Regions from separate parts of the Vulpes vulpes genome. Here region 1 is linked to region 2. Evidence: chromatin contacts called from public Hi-C data. All regions are on one chromosome and are shown on one strand. The core of a region is the stretch at or near the end of the contact, and the rest is flanking DNA. Distances in the headings are between cores, read along the strand shown. Region 1 holds the start of HOMEZ (homeobox and leucine zipper encoding). Region 2 holds the start of NGDN (neuroguidin).

What was found. A called contact is a pair of places that touch in the nucleus more often than the background predicts.
Region 1: a contact with region 2 is called in a Hi-C map of skeletal muscle, with 4 times the contacts expected there. The contact joins the promoter of HOMEZ here to the promoter of NGDN in region 2. A contact is called at or near these places in 2 of 3 Hi-C or Micro-C datasets (both in skeletal muscle).

What each region holds. Positions count from the first base shown.
Region 1 is chr6:64,757,471-64,763,831 of VulVul3, forward strand. It overlaps HOMEZ (homeobox and leucine zipper encoding), which reads right to left and starts at 2,363. Exons shown (of 2, transcript XM_026007533.2): 1 at 2,146-2,363. The coding sequence starts at 2,185.
Region 2 is chr6:64,911,757-64,917,436 of VulVul3, forward strand. It overlaps NGDN (neuroguidin), which reads left to right and starts at 1,622. Exons shown (of 11, transcript XM_026007545.2): 1 at 1,622-1,731; 2 at 2,070-2,129; 3 at 2,956-3,027. The coding sequence starts at 1,711.

The sequences.
Region 1 (6,361 bases), core at 1,113-3,612, 150 kb before region 2:
AAACATATATATATAGAGAGAGAATAACAACACCCTTCTTTCCCTTTGGGCTTTCCATACCCATGGACAGGCAGCAGAAAAGAATGGGCTACCTTAAACTTCCAGTCTAGGTGTCCATACAAGTCTAGGAAAAGAGGTGTTCACAACTTTAGGCTTGAGCCTAAACTTATGGTTAAAGCAGAAGACAGTTCAAATGAAAAACTAATGATCCTGCAAAGTTACCCTCTATCTTTATTCAAAGAATTGAAATACTCTCTGAAATGTGTTTTGGTGATAGTTTTAAGGACCTTAGAGAATTTTTAGTGGTATTCAACTTATGTGCTTCTCAACTTTTTGGATCATGAACCTCTTTGAGAATCAGATAAAGGTATGGACTCTCCCTCAGAAAGTTATGACTACCCCCCCCCATAAACATCCAAACTCACACATTATATATATAATCTCAGAAGCCCCAGTTAAGAACCTCTGAATTATGTCCTCCCAACTTAATAAAAAAAAAAAAAAAAAAAAAGCCGTTTTTTTATGGTATGTTTTAGAAAAGCAGTTTTCTATGGTAACTGCTTAAAGAGGAAATACAGCTTGATGTGAATGAATCGAAAGAGTGGATGGAAGACTCGAGAATCTAGAAGGTACTGGGTATTGGTGATATTAATTGGAGAGAGTGGAAGGGAGAGGTGTTCAACTGGGCCAGGAGCCTGGCTTAACTGACCCACTGGATTATATGACCAACACCTTACAGTGAACTGCATACTAGAGGCTGGTGGCCTATTCTCTAGTGTGCCAAAACCATCTTTCTTCAGCTGCCCTGTGTGCTTGGACCAGTTGTGTGTGATTCCCAAAATATGTTTATGCCCATATTTTTTTATTCATATAATAATGTCATTAAATAGCACAAAAACCTATGAAAAATTAGTGCACTAAAAGTTGTTTCTATGAAAACAAAGGCAAATGTTTTGGAAAGACAATACAAAGGAGTGTACAATTGTTGAGTTGGGAGTAGTAGGCAACTATAAAAGACTGGAAGGGCAGGGGACTTAAAAATCTCAAAAGTTTTCTGCATTCAGATTGCTTCAAAAGTGTTCAAATTTTCACTGCATTAAAAAGAACCCCAAACCTAGAAATCATAGATGAGAGGTGGTGACACATCAGAATTACCTGGGAAACGTAAACCAGGGAACCCTCCTCATTTTGACTTAGTCTGGACTGGGGCCCAGGCATCAGTACTTTAAAAGGTTCTCAGGGTGCCAACAGATTTGAGATTTGCTTGTGTAGTTTATACTAGAAGGCAATTGGGAACTCCAATCATCAGACTTACACAAAGAAAACGCCTGGACACTACCCCAAAAGATTGGTGAAATGAACATACTTTTAATGACAACGATTAAAGATATGTATGAATCATTAAAAAAAATTCCCAAGTCTAACTGGCTTTTTTTGTTTTTTTCGATCATTGCCATTTACCTGTTCTAATCCTATAATATAAAAGAGCTTCAAATGTATGGTGAGGAGGTTCATATGTAAAAGATCTGATCTGGGCCCACATTACCAAACACGTCTCGGCTTGAGTCTTCTTTCAGTTTAGAAGTCTCAGATTAGGACGCAAAAGCAGGAACCTCTGAGGATTCGAGTTCTCACTTTCCCGGTTTGTTTGGAGTATGGCTGGGTAGGGGGTCGGAAAGGGCAGTTTCTCCCAAACCTTTCATTCCCAAAGACCACTGCTCCCCAGAAGTAAGGCCAGATTTCTGTACGTGTGTTGAGGTCGCCAGAAGATAGTCGTGGGGGGAGGAGAGGCCTGGGAAGGAAACATTTCTCCTATCCTCCATTTCGCAGGCAGTCTACAAGGCTCCAAACTGGGTCAGAGAACAAAAAGTTGCTGCACTTGGGGCGATGAGCCCCAGGGAGCAGACGAATTTCAATCCTCCCCTCGCGGAGGGCGTCCCGACCCAGCCTTCTCCTCCCTACACACCCACTCACCCTCCCCCAGTTACAACAGGGAACCGAAAAGTCCAGAGGAGAAAGGAGAGAGAACCGGGCGACTTCGAGCCTAGAATTCTCCTCCCCCCATGAGCCTGGGGACGGGGCTCCGGAGGTCGGAGATCACACAGGGGCTGGGAGGGGAAGTCGAAGGGGCTGGGGATCACTCACCGCGGTCCGGCCCGGGCGGCGGCTCCCAGCCTCGCACCATGGGCCGGGGGGAAAGGGGGAGAAAGGGCAGGGGGCCTCCGGGGTGGGAATGGGGTTCCCGCCCGGTGCGGCCTGCTCCAAGCCCACCCGCGCGGAGGGCCGGGACCGGGACTGCCCCCCCTGTCCCCGAGAGCGCGCCCGTCTAGCCCAACCCTGCTCGAGCGAGTCGGAGGCGGGGCGGCTGGGTGGGGCGGGCTCCGGGGCGGTGCCAAGGTGGCCCGAGTCCCGATTGGTGCAGGCGGCGGGCGGGCACCGCCGGGTGCACTGGGGCGGCCATTGGCTGCGTGAATCTCGGCTGAAGTCGGTTATTGGCTGCGTGGGCCCCAGCTGGGGTGGCGATTGGCTGCTGGGGGCAGGGAAGATGTCCCCCGGGGCCAGGGCTGCGAACGGTACCCCCGCCGTCGCCCCCGACCCTTACGCGCCGGACCTTCGGAGCGGGCTGAGCGCTGGTCCTCCCGGAGGGGTCCCCCAAGGGGTCCGCCGCAGTTTGTGGAATTGTCCAAGACTCGCTTGCAACTACTGCCCATTCCTTCCTCCCGAAGGAAGACTTTCTCGGCATCTCCTTGCCAGCCTTACGCACAAGCGGGGCCGATCCGCGCCTGCCCAGCCGTCAGCAGCGTCACTGTAAAACGAAGCGCCTAGAGCGAACGGGACCTCGTTCTCCGGATGGATCAGATGTCTTGCCGCCTGAAAGACGAGGATCCGAGGAGCCCGGCCCCTTCGGAACACCGGACAAGTGTTCCCAAAGACTAAGTGCTGGAAGGAGACCCCTAGGCCCCCTCTCTGTCCCAGTGAGGAGGACCTGGAACTCTGACTTGTCTTTAGGAACCTTAGTTTTTGCTGTCAAGAAAGGGCAGTAAAATGGATTTTTCGCCAAAGTCGCCACACACTCTTAAGTTGTGGGCTGAAAGTTTTTATATTTTGGATTCTTAGTCTTCAGACTAAACTTGGGAACAGTCCTTTCTGAAGTGATTCTTTTGTTCTCATGCTGGTCGTCAAAAAAGTCTCTTCTTGCCTATTTCGGTCACTTAATAGTTTACATAACTACGGTAATTTATAAAACAATTTCAGGCGTCGCTCTGTATTCCAGACACCACCTCTCCCCGTATACTCCCTCCAAAATCAACCCCCATTATGGATTCTTTATTCCTCCAATTTAAGGTCTAGAATGCTGTCATAGTTGTCAGACATCAGAAATATGCTTAAGCACTGAGCCCTATTTTATTTATGTTATTATCCCTGTATTTCTCCCTGCACACCTCCTAGCCCCATTACATTCAATAAAAATGTCAACCTTTTAAGAGCCAGGCCCACAATCTCACAACTGTGTATCCAGCAAAAACATCATAAGCATAAACAAGGGAAAGATAAATATGTGGAGGCCGAGAAAATTAAGGCCATTCCACCTCAAGTTTAGCGTTAGCACAAGTACAGCCATCTTAGCTTCGGCAGCCATCTCAGGCCCCTGTGAACAAGAGCTGAACCTTACCCTACTTCAGTTACAGGAAAAACCGCAGAACGCCCTTGACAGAAAGTCCCATATCGGAATGAAAACAGAGCTTAAGAAACTCCCCCACCCTTTCCCCCATATTGGAATGAAGAAATTCCTCCACCCCTTCTGGAGGTCCCCTAGACCAGCCCATAAAAACCCAGCTGGAACCCACCTCAGGGTCCAAGTCCCTGCTCCACTGTGTCGGGTATACTTGGACCCAAGCTCGAGCTTGCAAATAAACCCTCGTGCGCTTGCATCGGTGTCGGCTCCTTGGTGGTTTCTCAGATTCGCAATCTTGGGCACAACATATATACTCAGCTTTAAAGTTAGAAACTTCTGATTCCTCAGGGTTTAAGCCTGGACTGCTGGTATGCAGACTTTGTCCTAAATCATGACTATTCCCATGCCCCAGTGGTTTGTTATATGATGAAGGGAAAAGTGAAACATTTTAGGCAGCAGCAGCCTCAGTTTTCAATGGAGATGTTGTTCTCTCATAATCCAAACAAATAACAAGACAAATAACAAATAACTTCCCGGTTGACCAGGAAGAACTCGTGCTTATCAAGCTGGAAAGCCAGGCAGGCAATGTCTGTGGGAACTTAGTGCCTGCCCCTCCCTAGAGGATTCAGTTTGGCTCTCTGGCAACACTGATCATAGGCTTGGAAATCTGAAAGGTGGACAACTCTGCTCATTAAGAAACTCCCTCCTGGGACACCTAGGTGGCTCAGCAGTTGAGCCCCTGCCTTTGGCTCAGGGTGTAATCCTGGAGTCCTGGGATCGGGTCCACATCAGGCTCCCTGCATGGAGCCTGCTTCTCTCTCTGCCTTTGTCTCTGCCTCTCTCTGTGTGTCTCTCAGGAATAAATAAATAAAATCTTTAAATAAATTAAAAAAAAAAAAAGACACTCACTCCTGAGACTCCAGAATAGGGAGCAGAACTGGACAGGTTTAGGAGAGGGAAAATCCAAGGATAGAAGAAATCCACCTGCCCCTAGAGTGTGTGGTGAAGACTCCCTCTTATGTGGATTTCACTCTAAAACTTTAGAAGATGGAGTGGACTGTATGGGGATTGGAAGAGAGGAAGAGATCCAGGCTATCTGAGATGGGAGGGCCCCACCTTTAGCAAGACAACGAACCTTCCCAGCTCTTCCAGGGACTAGTGCTGAAGAATGGGGATTCATCATGCCATCCTCAATATAGAGATGTTAATCCCCCATATTGGTGGAAATTCTCTCTTCCTTTGCATGACTTAGGTATTAGCAGGATTAACCAAGAGGCACATTTACCCTATAGCTAAGGAAGCTGAAGTTTCAGGGCCATCTCTTGCACAGACCTCTTCCAAAGCACTGAAGGAGCCCCAAGAACATGTTAACATGGTCATAGTTTTTTGTAAAATTTGAAAAAAATATTTCAACTGCAATTGACTAAGATTGATGTCTCTTTCCTTTCTGACTTCCCCTCATTATACTTCTTTTGTCAAGTGGCCAGTGGAGGGGCCATAGGCATTTTGGGATTGGCTAAGGAAATTAAGTTGGGTTTGGGTTGGGTTTGCTTTGGGTTGAGTAGGTATATCACTGTGGTTTGCAGTTACTTCTGTAAATAGTTTAATAGTAAGCATACTGTTAGGGGCTGAACTGTGTTGTCCGACCCCCCCCCCCAACACACTCCATATTCTTACTGTGAAGTACTAACTCTCGATACCTTAGAATATAACTGTATTTGGAAACAAGGTCTATAAAGAGGTAATTAAGTTAAACTGAAGTCTTCTGGGTGAGTCCTAATCCAATATGACTGGTATCTTTAGAATAGGAAATTTGGACACAGACACGAACATAGGAACTACCATGGGAACACATAGGGAGATGGGTATCTATAAGCCAAGGAGAGGAACCTCAGAATGAAGTCAACCCTGTGGATACCTTGACCTCAGACTTCTACCCTCTACAATTGTAAGGGAATTTCTGGCTAAAGCCACCCAGTCTGTTGTATTTTGTATGGCAGCTCTAGCAGACTAATACATCTACATTAATACTAATGTCAACAATCCAGAGCATATTAGTCATTACAAATTTGAAATGCTCTGAAATTTTATATCACATACATCAAGGAAATTTGATAGTGTTTTTTTTCAAGTTTGATAAAAATCTGAAAAAAAATTGTGATATTCTTATCACTTATAAAGTGTGAAGGTGAAAATTTTCTAAATCACTAAGAATAAAAAAAAGTGTCATGTAGAAGACTTTTCTATACTCCTTAGAGAAAACATAATCATCATAGAAGCTATCAAGAGCATGCACTCAAAAATAACATTGTAAAAAAAAATGCTTTTCAAGTAGGTTTTACAATTTTATTTTTCTTGATTTTATATTGTGGTATTTGTCAGCTCTTTAAACATTTTTATCTTTTCTCATTCTAAACTATTTTCACTTTTGTGACTAATGTGTTTTTCTTTTAAAAGCCTCCAAAAAGGGGCATCTGGGTGGCTCAGTGGTTGAGCATCTGCCTTTGGCTCAGGGTGTGATCTCGGGGTCCTGGGATAGAGGCACCCCAAAACTAGCATCTACCCCTGGGACAACCCAAAAGGATATGGGGAGTTTCTGCCTCACTTAGGGGAAATATGCTCCACCATTTTGTGCCTGGTCTCCTAAGAAATCCAAAAGCTGAGGGCTGACCAATCAGAACTGCA
Region 2 (5,680 bases), core at 372-2,871:
GAAAGAATGATTGGCAAGTAATTAATAATCAAAACAAAACAGCATATTTGTTTCCTCACTGACATCACAATGCATATGAACAGATTAGTTTCAAGTTCAAGGAAAGGAAAAGCTTATTTGTGACCTAACAAGTATAAGAATTTATGTTGAAATGTCAACTTTCATAATACAAATCCTGACAAACAGTACAAAGATTATTGGTTGATAGAATGAATAGGCTGGGAACGCCTGGGTGGCTCGGGTTGGGTGCCTGCCTTTGGCTCAGATCGTGATCCTGGGATCCGGGATCGAATCCTACATTGGACTCCTTGTGAGGAGCCAGCTTCTCGCTACGCCTATGTCTCTGCCTCTCTCTCTCTCTCTTTCTCTCTCTCTCTCTCTCTCTCTGTGTGTCTCTCATGAATAAATAAAGCTAAAAAAAAAAAAAAAAAAAGAATGAATAGGCTGTTGAGTCACCCTTGAGCTTCCATGGTGGGCCTGAGGCAGCAAACCAATGTTAAGAGGCACGGGGACTGGATACAACCCTTAGAGTCCAGCCAAAGATTTAGAAACCAGTGTCTTCCCACGCTGCCTGAGATACGGCTCCAAGTCAGGAGATCTGATTTGTAGTTCGATGTCACCTCGCCCTGGAAAGACCAACTGTCAAGACCATTATTAACCTTTGCAGTGCTTATTTCTTATGGCAGATGATGGAAGCTGTGAATGCCGACCCATTTCACTTTGTCAGCCTGTGAGAAGCAGGAATGAGTTGTCATATTTTGAAATACTGAGAAAAGATGAGGCAGGGCATAATGAAACACAAGCTGGATTTGGACCAAATACTGCTGCGAACCTGTGTGTGACAGGGGGGCAAGTCACGTAAATCCTAACTGGCTTCCTCATTTGTAAGCCGAGCTTTCACGTCCCCAGTGCCCTAAACGGGTAGGGGTGAGGCGTGTTGGAGTGGCACGGGGCGGGGGGGGGGGGGGGGGGCTTCCACAGCGCCCCCTCTGCACACGGCGAGGAGGTGAGAGGGCGAGTGTCCTAGCTGTCGGTTTCTAAACCCTGGTCTGGGCTTCTCTGGCCAAACTCTCTTATTTATAGAAGAAAAAAAAAGCTCAGAGACAGAGGGACTTCTCCAGGGTCACACGAGACAACGGTCACAAGCCGACCCGGGGGCCTCGCGGTCTGAGGAATCTCGCGCAGTCTGAGATCAAGCGCGAGGCGTGCATTGGAGCAGCAGCCAGCACTGGCGGACCTGCCACCCAGCTACCTCTGAGCCGCCGAGGACTGCCGCCTAGCGGTCACTTTTGGCCACGCGAGGACAGCGTAGTGAAAACGACTAGGTCCTGCGGCGTCTGGAAGCCAATACTTTCTCCGTTTGCTCAGCAAACTTCTTCTTGCTATTGGCCCTCTCTAACTGTCGGTCAGTCACTTGCCTCGTTTCTATTGGCTTAACTCCAAACATTCCGCACAATCTACGAATCACGCGCCCCATTTCCACGAGCATTTTTACGTCATTAGATTTCCCCGTCGAGCTGACGAATTTAGTGAGTTCTTCCATTCTATTGGCTGGATGTGGCTCTTCCTCCTGCACTTCCTGTTCGGAACGGAAGTGAGGGATCACTATTCCTATTGGCTCAGATTTGCAAGCGGCGATTGTCTATCAAGTCTATAACGCCAAGTTAGCTCTCAGAAAGTACCGCCCCGGAAGAGGCGGGCTTTGTGGAGATGGCGGCCCCCGAGAGTTCTGTGAGTTTGCTTCTTTGCGTTGCTATTGTGGCCTCTTCCTATACCTTCAGCGGCTCTGGGCAAATTGTTGGCGCAAGGGAAGGGGGCTGATGAAAGGAAGTAACCACCTTGGCACAGCAGGGTGAGAGCAGCAGTAGGGGGACGGAGCTGAAGCTACCGCTCTTCCTAGAAACCCGGACGACTGGCCGGCTGTGAAGCGAGGCTGCATGTGGAGTGGAGTGGGAATGTCGGAAGTGTGAGGTGTCTGAGGGAAACAGGAGGGTTTTCCACCCCACAGCCCATTCCTCTCATAATTCTGACAAAAGGGCCTTTCTTAATTCTCCATCTTTCTCTCACAGGAGATGCTGGAGGCAGACCTGCCAAGTGCCGTCACACTTTTGAAAAACCTTCAGGAGCAGGTGAGTCATGTCACCCCTTTGGGACGGTTTAATGACGGATTGGCTTTGATTTTGTGTGCTTCACCTCTAAACTTTGGTCGTATGAGGGCATGTATTGAATGGTACCAAATACCATGAGAGCCAGGTGACTTAATGAAAACCTTCTCAGGCTAGAATTCAAAGTAATTGATTCCTGCATCCAAAGCAATACAGAAAACTCCAAAAAGAAGTCATCTGGATGAATTTCCTCTATTCTTATAGCTAAGGAAACCTATGCTGGGAAAAGTGGTATGATTTGCCCCTTGGGTACCCAAGTGTACTGGTTGAAACCTCAACCTGTACAGGGACGTCTGGGTGGTTCAGTGGTTGAGCATTTGCCTTTGGCTGGGGGTGTTATCCCGGAGTTCCGGGATTGGGTCCTGCATCCGGCTCCCTGCGGGGAGCTTGCTTCGCCCTCTACCAATGTCTCTCCCTCTCTCTCTGTGTCTCTCATGAATAAATAAATAAAATCTAAAAAAAAAAAAAAAAAAAAACTCAAACAGTACAGATAAAGGTACATAAGGTAGTTCACCCCACCACCATCACTGTCCCAGTTCCCATCCCCTCCCCATAGTCTGGTAAGATAGTTTCTGTATCCTTAAGAAGAGGTGGAACTTTTTTATACTTTTTTGCTACAGTATCAAAAATCATCTATCCTATCCTTTCACAGAACTGAAAAGAAGGTAGTCCTGCATTTTAGGCAATGTCTCTGGTAATTTTTAGGTGTCATTGTTTAGCTTTTGCCCTTCTTAAGTCAAAAAGATGACTGAGCATATTCTCATCAGTTGTTTTATTTGGATAATTTCAGGTGATGGCTGTAACTGCACAAATACAAGCTCTGATAAAAAAAGTTCAAGCTAGAGCCTATCCTACAGAGAAGGTAAGACATACGTGAAGAGTCGGCATCCCTTGACTTGTCTCAACAGTTCCTTCATCATAGGTTTATTGAGTGTCTTGTGGGTTCTAAGTGCTGGAGCTTCAAAGATGAATAAGACCCATTTTCTGTACTGAAGTCTAGTGGAAAAGACCAATCAAAGCAATAGGTATAAGCAATAGCAGTCACTTCATAGAGTTCTCCTGAGTGCTGTGCAAGCCAAGGAGAGGGATTAAATAATTGCCAGAGGAACAGAGGAAGTCAGGAAAGGCTTCTCAGAGTCTAGGGGGACAGAAAGAAACAGCATGTATGAAGGCACAGAGACCTGAAAGCATGGTGATATACCAGGAAAGGAGGTCATTTAGTGTGATTGGATGTACAATGTGTTGGGGACGGGATAGGAAATAAGACTAGAAAAGTAATCACTGTGAAGAGCTTCATAGGCCAACTATAGTATTTCTTCTAAGATTGGGTTAATTGGGGACATACCACTTATTTTGTGTACTAAAAAAAATGCCTGTTAATCCATGGCATAACATTAAGGTACCATTGATTAAAAGATACATCTTGACTTTAGAGATGAATGAAAACGATGTGTGTATTAAAATTGAAATATGGGGATCCCTGGGTGGCACAGCAGTTTACCACCTGCCTTTGGCCCACGGTGCTATACTGGAGACCTGAGATCGAATCCCACGTCGGGCTCCCGGTGCATGGAGCCTGCTTCTCCCTCTGCCTATGTCTCTGCCTCTCTCTTTCTCTCTCTCTCTGTGACTATCATAAATAAATAAAAATTAAAAAAAATAAAAAATAAAATTGAAATATGGGGGCAGCCCTGGTGGCGCAGCGGTTTGGCGCCGCCTGCAGCCTGGGGTGTGATCCTGGAGACCTGGGATCAAGTCCCACATCGGGCTCCCTGCATGGAGCCTGCTTTTCCCTCTGCCTGTGTCTCTGCCTCTCTCTCTGTGTCTATGAATAAATAAATAAAATCTTTAAAAAAATAAAGAGACCTAAAAAAAATTGAAATATGGTGATTTTTTTTTCTTTTTCTTTTTTTTTTTTTTTTTTAAGATTTTATTTATTCACGACAGACACAGAGAGGGAGGCAGAGACATAGGCAAAGGGAGAATGAGGCTCCCCACAGGGAGCCGGATGTGGGACTTGATCCCTTGACCTGGAATCATGTCCTGAGCCAAAGGCAGATGGTCAACGACTGACCCACCCAGGCATCCCAAGATATGGTGGTTTCCAAATTAAGGTCTTGTAGAACCTTCTTAGGGATCATTGGATATGGAGCAGTGTAGAAGGAGGGCCCTGGGTCCTCCTGAAACCAAATGAAAAAAGGTCCTTGAACTAGAAAACTGGTGTTACCTGTTTTATATATTAAGCTTTGTCCTAAGTTATTATTTAAGCGAAATACTCCAAAGGTCAACAAAAGTATGAAAATCATTTTAGTAGCTGAGTAAGAATCATTGAAGGTCAAGTTTGTTTTGTTTTGTTTTTTGTTTTTTCCCTTAAGTAGGCTTAGGGAAAGCTGGGCTTAGACTCATGACCGTGAGATCGACTTGACCTGAAATCAAGAGTCAGACACTTCACCAGCTGAGCCATCCAGGTGCCCCTGAAGGATTTTTAAATATGGAATTTATGATAGATTTGTGCTTTAGAAGGATAGCTAATAGAATTTTTTTTCAGGGCACCTGGGTGGCTCAGTGATTGAGCGTTTGCCTTTGGCTCAGGTCGTGATCTTAGTGTACTGGGATCAAGTCCTGCATCGTGCTCCCTGTAGGGAGCCTGCTTCTCCCTCTGCCTCTCTTTGTGTCTCTCATGAATAATAAATAAATCTGTAAAAAAAATTTTTTTTCTTTTAAAGATTTTATTCTTAAGTAATCTCTATATCCAACGTGAGGCTTGAACTCACAACCCTGAGATCAAGAGTTGCATGCTCCACTGACTGAGCCCGCCAGGCACTCCTATAGCTAATAGAATTTTTAATATATTCTCTTTTTTGCCTTTTCTTCTCATGCAGTTTTGTTCTTCCCTATGTTTATTTTTTCTAATTTTTTTATCTTTGTGTTTTTGTTTTTTTCTCATATGCTTATAATTCACTTTGAACTTTGATAGTGTCTAAGCTTGTCAGAAGAACCTGCTTCTCAAATTCTTGACTGGTTCTGGGCTGCCAACATGTATATTAGATCACTTATAGGGGTGTGCCTGGTTGGCTCAAGAAGAGCATGTGACATATTACCAAAAAAAAAAAAAAACCCCAACAACAACAAAAAATACCTTTTTAAATCACTGTGTATTTGTTTATTCATTGAACAGATATTTAGTAATTTATCTTTCAGGACCAGAACCTTAATAGGTGTTTTACGGGTTACAGAGTACTTTCATATGATCTTATTTAAGCCTCATAATTACTCTTTGGGGCAGGAAGGAAATACTGTATATGTTACAGATGAAGGGACTGAGGCCATAAGGTTAAGTGACTTACCCATTATTTGACTACCAAACGCCTGATTCAAAACTTAAACGCGAGCAGCCCCGGTGGCTCAGCGGTTTAGCGCCCCCTGCAGCCTGAGGTGTGATCCTGGAGACCCGGGATCCAGTCCCACATCCGGACTCCCTGCATGGGGCCTGCTTCTCCCTCTGCCTCTCTCTC